Linked DNA regions of Capra hircus: region 1 is linked to region 2. Evidence: chromatin contacts called from public Hi-C data. All regions are on one chromosome and are shown on one strand. The core of a region is the stretch at or near the end of the contact, and the rest is flanking DNA. Distances in the headings are between cores, read along the strand shown.

Region 1 (3,178 bases), core at 345-2,844, 400 kb before region 2:
CTTTTATTTGGGCATTTTTACTTGTCTATATAGTAGTTCCCAAGTGCAGCCAAGACTATCTTCATAATAATACTAAGATGTCATTTGCCTTTTTAAAACTCTTTCTCCCAGGTGTATACAGTGGAGTTTTCAGGAGACTACAGGATGTGTGACATGGCAACAGACTGAAGGCTGAAGTAGATCTGAGAATCCAGCTGTCATCTGCAAAGCCAGACCTTAAAGAGATTTGTAAACGTAAGACAATACCACTACATTTTTAGAAGATACAGTTAATTTTCAAAAAACGTATTTTATATTAACATGCACTAAGTTCATTAACGCTATTTTAAAATAAATAAATATCTCAAGATCTCCTCAGTTTCACCATCTAATACAGTTAAAATTGATAGATACAAACTCACATAACAAAAGTTATTTTGGGGGTCTGCAATATAGTTTTTTAAGAGGATCCTGAGGCAAAAACATTTGAAATCACTATTTCATATGTAATCACATATCCACAGATACATTTCAAAGTTTTTCTTTTTTTTTTAAGTCTTTATTGAATTTGTTACAACATTGATTCTCTTTTATGTCATGGTTTTTTGGCCTAGAGGTATGGGGGATCTTAGCTCTTTCACCAGGGATTGAACCCACACTCCCTGCATTGGAAGGCAAAGTTCCAACCACTGCACCACCAGGGAAGTCACCAGGATTTTCTTTTATTATAAATTTGAAAAGAACCAAAACATTACAGAGAAGAGGAAAATCACTTTTAAAAGTACATATTTCATTTTTTATTACCAATAAAAAATAAATTCCATAAATATGTATGGTATGGGTGTCCTCAGTCATGTCCGACTCTGCAGCCTCATGGCCCGCAGCCCGCCGGGTCCTCTGCCCATGGGATTTCCCAGGCAAGAGCAGTGGAACAACTTGCCATTTCCTCCTTCAGGGAATCTTCCTGACCCAGGGGTTGAACTCATGTCTCCAGGGTCTCCTGCACTGCAGACGGATTCTTTACTGCTGAGCCACTGGTGAAATCCCTAAATTCCATACATTGTTTCGCAAATGTTATTCACTGTTTTGTGACAAAAGAGTCACACTCATGACAGTGCCAAAGTAAATCACAAAATTATACAAATTAAGGTCTTATGCAAGACAAATATGAGTTGTCTGCTATGCTGGCTGTGTCTTGCCTTTGCATTTGGAGGCCCCTTGGGAAAGTCTGCTCATGGGCAGACACAGGGGGTGGGCTGGCTCCAGGTCATGGCCAAGAGACCAGCGACGATCGCTGTTGATGTCTTGCCATGTTGTGTCCCAGTGTTTCTGCACGTTCTTCTGCGCAGTTGAGGTGTTCTGAGTATAAACTCAGAGTCCCGGGTTGTGTCAGCCGAGTCCTGTTTTGCTGACATTGCCGTGTGTATGTGGCAGCTCGGAGCCTTCATTTGCTCACGCTGCCACCCGGGGCCCAGGTGGGCCCTGCCCCTCAGCGTCTTTATGAGTCTTACTTGAGTGACCCAGCTGCCTCTAAGGTGTCACCTGTGGATTACGGCTAAGGTGTGTCCCCAAGTGTTTCTGCCTTCGAACAGCAGCCCGTGGCCCTCCCCGCGGGGCCCTCTTGGCCTCTGGGCCATGGCGGCCGTCTCCTATCCTGTGCGGGGCCGTGGCCTGCGGTGCCCTGGTCCTGCTCCTCTGGCCTTTGCTCGCTCTGCCCTCTCAGGTGAGGGCCACCGGCGTGACCTGCTGCTCCGCTGACGCTGTTTTCAGACCCTGTATGGGCCCCAGTGTGTCCACTTCGTTAGTACCTGTAGTAGGGCCAGCTCCCAGGAGCTCCCCATGCATCTCCCTCCTCTGACAGAGATGAGAAGAGCCTGCACCGGCCACGTTCCCCTCTCACACGGGAAGGCCTGCTGGACTACAGACTTACATAAGTCTCTTGGCGAGCCAAGGTGGGAAGGGGGTTCACTGAACAGAGCAGCCTGTGAAGCAGGCTCTCCCCTGCCTCCCCAGGGCCATGGGACTCCAGGCAGGACTCCCCCGGAGGGTTCAGCCATGCCCTATTTTCCGTCTGCTCACCCGCCTTCTTCAGCCTCCTTTCCATGCAGCAGATACACTTCACTGCAACTGCCAGCCCAGTTGAACTTCTTTCCCAAGATTCGACTGGGCCCTCAGAAATATCTAGAGGTGTGCCCAGACCCCAAGCCCATGAAAAGTGTTCCAGAGTCTTCATGAGAGTGCCAAGCTTTGTCTACCTGGAGCCTGCTGAGTGTTGGGGGCTGTCCAAGTCCACAGATGGGCCTTTCTGTCCCTCAGCTTCAGCCGGATATCATCTCCAACTCCACACACATACATTTTAAAACTGAGGTATAGTTCAGTCAAATGCACACACCTTAAGTATATTTAGATCAATGACTTTTTTTTTAAACAAATATTTGCATATCTGTGTGGCCAACACCCCAGTCAACTTAGAGAACATTGTTATCACCTTAGAAAAAATCCTGCCTGTTTCTGTCCCCTCTATCTCCCTCCTGCCCCCATCTTGCTCCCCAAGCAAACACTGTTTTGATTTCTATTCCAAAAGATTAGCCTTTTTTTTTTTGTAGTTTTGAACTCCATATTAACAGATCATAAAGTACGCACTCCTTTGGATCGCATTTAGCTCAAAGCACACTTTTTAAGGGTATTCTGTTTTTGCTTGTATTAGTAGACCATTCCTTTTGGAAACTGTCAAGTAGTGTCCCGCTGTGTTGTTGTCACTGTTGTCTAGTTGCTCAGTTGTGTCCGGCTCTTTTGCAACCCCGTGGACTGTAGCCCGCCAGGCTCTTCTGTCAGTGGAATTTTCCGGGCAAGCCTACTGGAGTGGGTCGCCATTTCCTTGTTCAGGGGAATCTTCCAACCCAGGGACTGAACCTGCGTCTCTTGCGTCTCCTGCACTGGCTGGCAGGTTCTTTACCACTGAGCCACCGGGGAAACCCATACCACAATTTACTTATTCATTTTCTTGTCGATGAGCGTTTGGGTTGTTTTCAATTTTTCCATTATGAATAAAGTTGCAATGAACATTCTGGTACAAGAATTTGTGTGGACACATGTTTCCTTTCTCTTGGGTCAATGTGTAGGGGTGGAATTGCTGGGTCATAAGGTAAGAGAGGGCTTCCCAGGTTGCACTAGTGGTCAGTTTATTTCATCAAAGTCT
Region 2 (2,952 bases), core at 5-2,504:
AAGCAGACCAGCTTCCCTGCCCTCTGCTCACCTTGCACCTGTCCCCCGGCCCCACCGAGGCCCCGCTGGGGATAAAATCGGGTGTGCTTGTGCAAAGGACATGTTTGTCTTCCAGCTTATGAGGAGCCTCTGAGTTGTCTCAAGTTTTTCCTAAAACAACATTTTTCTCCATTTCTTAAAAAAAAAAAAAAAAACTCAGCAGAAGAAAAGAGATTATCTCATTTTATACAATATGCCATCAGCCAGGGAGCAGAACACCAGCAAGGCTTGAGGGTTGCATAGCAACTGGCTTTTCAATTGATTTTTTTGAGAAGGAACCAAAGCTACTGAACTGTTCTCATTTTAAATATTTCCTAAGATGATGAAAATCAAAGCAAATGGAAATCAGAGACTTGGGGACAATCAGAGAACAGAAGGTATCTTGTTGTGAAAGACCAGGTCAAGACAAAGTATGGAACGCTCCTAGGAATTTTTCAGCATTAGAACAGAAGGGTCGGAGAAATTCTGACTGTGAGTCTCTCAGGGGAAGGCAAGAGAAGAAAGTGCTGGGGCAGGTCTCAGTGTTCAAGGGGCTGGTGCCACCACCCTCTTCCTGCATATGCCGACCTGATATGGACCTCTGCCTCCCTGACTGTGTGGGGGCTGTGTAGGGGATTCAGACATCCCAGGGACAGCCCCCTGTTTCCTCAGGGTGAGGACACCCCCAACCCCCAACCATTTGGCGCCAGGCCTGGTGCCCAGCCCCTGGCCATTATGGCCCACCTCCTGAGCCAGAGTCTCCAGGGTCCAGAGAAGAACAGGAAGCATTGGAGACAGATGTGCCCTACAGGCTTGAGCTGGGAAGGTTCATTTGAAGAGTCTTGAGCTGGCAGCTTGGCTTTCTCTGGGAATAGATTCCCAGCCTCTGGGAGGATGTCTGGAATGTGCCTTGATGATCCGGGAGTCCTGGCCCTCACTGGTGTTGGGAGTGTGGATGCCTGTGGTGAGGTTTGAGCTCTAGGTACTCCCTGGCACCCCAGAGCAGCCTGGAGAAGACCCTCAGCTTGGTGCTGATTCTGGCCCCTGTCGGTCCTTGTGAGTCATTTACCATCGTTGAGCCTTAGGGTCCTCTGTAAGGTGAGCGCGCACCAGCGATGGCAGCAGGGGGCGAGGCTTCCTGCAAGTCTCAGCCTGCAGCGCCCTCTTTGGGTCGGGTCCTGTCTGCAGCCCCTTGTGTGACTTCACTCACCTCACCCTACCCTCACAGCAGCTCTCTGGGGCTCTTACCTCAGCCCCCCTCCACCCGACCCCCCTACCCCCACCCTACCCCCCCTACCCCCACCCTACCCCCCCCACCCCGCCCCGCCGCCCCGCCGACAGGACTGGTGAGGACTGCCGAAGTCACACAACGGAGAGCAAGCGGCTTTGCTCAGGGAGGCTGGGTTGGGCTGTTTTTCCACAGGGCTCCTTGGGTTTGCTCCCCTTGGGGGTTTCCCATGGCAGGGTTCCCCCCTCAGAGGGCGAGTTTGCAGCTCCCCACCTTGGGGATGCTCATGGCATCCAGCAGGAAGAAGTCGGGATGCTCCTCAGCATCGTTCAGCACGCAGACTGACCTGCACCGCAGAGAATTTCCTGCCTTGCATTTTAGCAGTGTGGACGTTGAGAAGGGAGCTCTGCTTTCTTGAACCCAGCAGATCTGGACTCTGCTCTGTGCACGCGGTCCTGTGCTTCTTTGGGAGGGCGAGTTTGCGGGGTGGCGGGGGGGACCCTCTGGGGTCAGAGCAGTTGAGAAGCTTTCGGTTGGCTCCCGCTGGGTGGCAATATTGAAGATGCTGATCGCCGTGGCCGGAAGCGCCTGAGCTCCCAGCTGTACGCTGCGGTTGGGGAGGGGGCGCCCGGGACCGTGGAGCAGGGAACATGTCCAGGGGCACAGGGCCGATGACAGCGAAGCAGGCTTCCGCCCCCAGGGCGCGGAGCTGCCTGGGGAGCCGCACCATCACTCGCAGGTGCCTTGGTGTGTGGGATTGGTGATCTGAGGGATCCCCTGACACATCCTGGAACCTGCGGAGCCTCCGCGCTGCTGGCCCCACATTGCTCCTGTCTCCTTGACTAAAGGAGGTAAGAGCGTAAATAATTCAGCTCATTCTAGAGCAAACAATGGAGATGTCAGAGAGCAGAGATTGGGACAGAACTTTCTGCAGAAGTCTTAATTGATTTGTTTAATGTGGGACCCCAGAGGCTGGCTGGGGCCTTCCGTTTGAGCCGGTGGCCGGCGTCTCAGGAGCAGCAGCCCTTTGATCCTGGCGCACGAGGCTCCCTCTGCTGTTCCTGCGGCAGCGGCGCCACCTGGTGGCCACCTCGGCTCTCGCCCTTCCTTTCCTGTCCTGCCTGCGGAGGGGTGATGAGGCCCCACACACAGAACGCCTTCAGAGGTGGCGTGGCTTCCAGACGCCCCTCCGAGGCATTTTATTTGTATGTATTGCAGCCCTAGAGAAAGAATCCAAAGATTTTTTTCCTCCTGTGTGCTTTCGTCTCGCTCCTTCGTGGTCTTTGATGCCCGCGGAGGTTGTCAGGACAGTGGAACCAAGCTGACGGGGTGGGAGCAGGTTATTCTGCCGTTTTTCTAGACCCTTGAGGTGCGCATCCAATCTGAGGCTGACTGCTCCACACTTATTCAGCCTGCCCGTGAAGCTCACAGCTTTCCCAGCTCTGTGATCCTCGGTGATGTCAAGTTCGCCAAAGTGACCATCCTTCATCATCACAGTTAGAAGCCCGTCAATGACTTTGGAGCATGGCCTAATGGGCACCTGGCGTTTGCCCCTCTCTTCAGCACTGTTAATATTCTTCAGCGCATCAGCCCGGACAGCCACACCCACTACTGTGGCGGCACGGAAAGACTGCGGGATCGCCATTGCTTCTGAAAGAAAGACAGACACGTCTCTTGTCCTTGCTTGGATAGGACTACAGCCCATA

What was found. A called contact is a pair of places that touch in the nucleus more often than the background predicts.
Region 1: a Hi-C map of blood shows a contact between it and region 2, with 8 times the contacts expected there. The contact joins two enhancer-like sites. A contact is called at or near these places in 2 of 5 Hi-C or Micro-C datasets (both in blood).

What each region holds. Positions count from the first base shown.
Region 1 is chr7:106,991,932-106,995,109 of ARS1.2, reverse strand. No RefSeq gene overlaps it. Among named protein-coding and RNA genes, the nearest start is that of RUFY1, 42 kb to the left of the region's middle. Within about 2 kb of position 1,594, at least 1 of the 5 cell types and tissues checked has an H3K27ac peak or open chromatin away from gene starts, as enhancers often do.
Region 2 is chr7:106,594,008-106,596,959 of ARS1.2, reverse strand. All of the region lies in intron 5 of ADAMTS2 (A disintegrin and metalloproteinase with thrombospondin motifs 2), which reads left to right. Among named protein-coding and RNA genes, the nearest start is that of ZNF354C, 160 kb to the right of the region's middle. Within about 2 kb of position 1,254, at least 1 of the 5 cell types and tissues checked has an H3K27ac peak or open chromatin away from gene starts, as enhancers often do.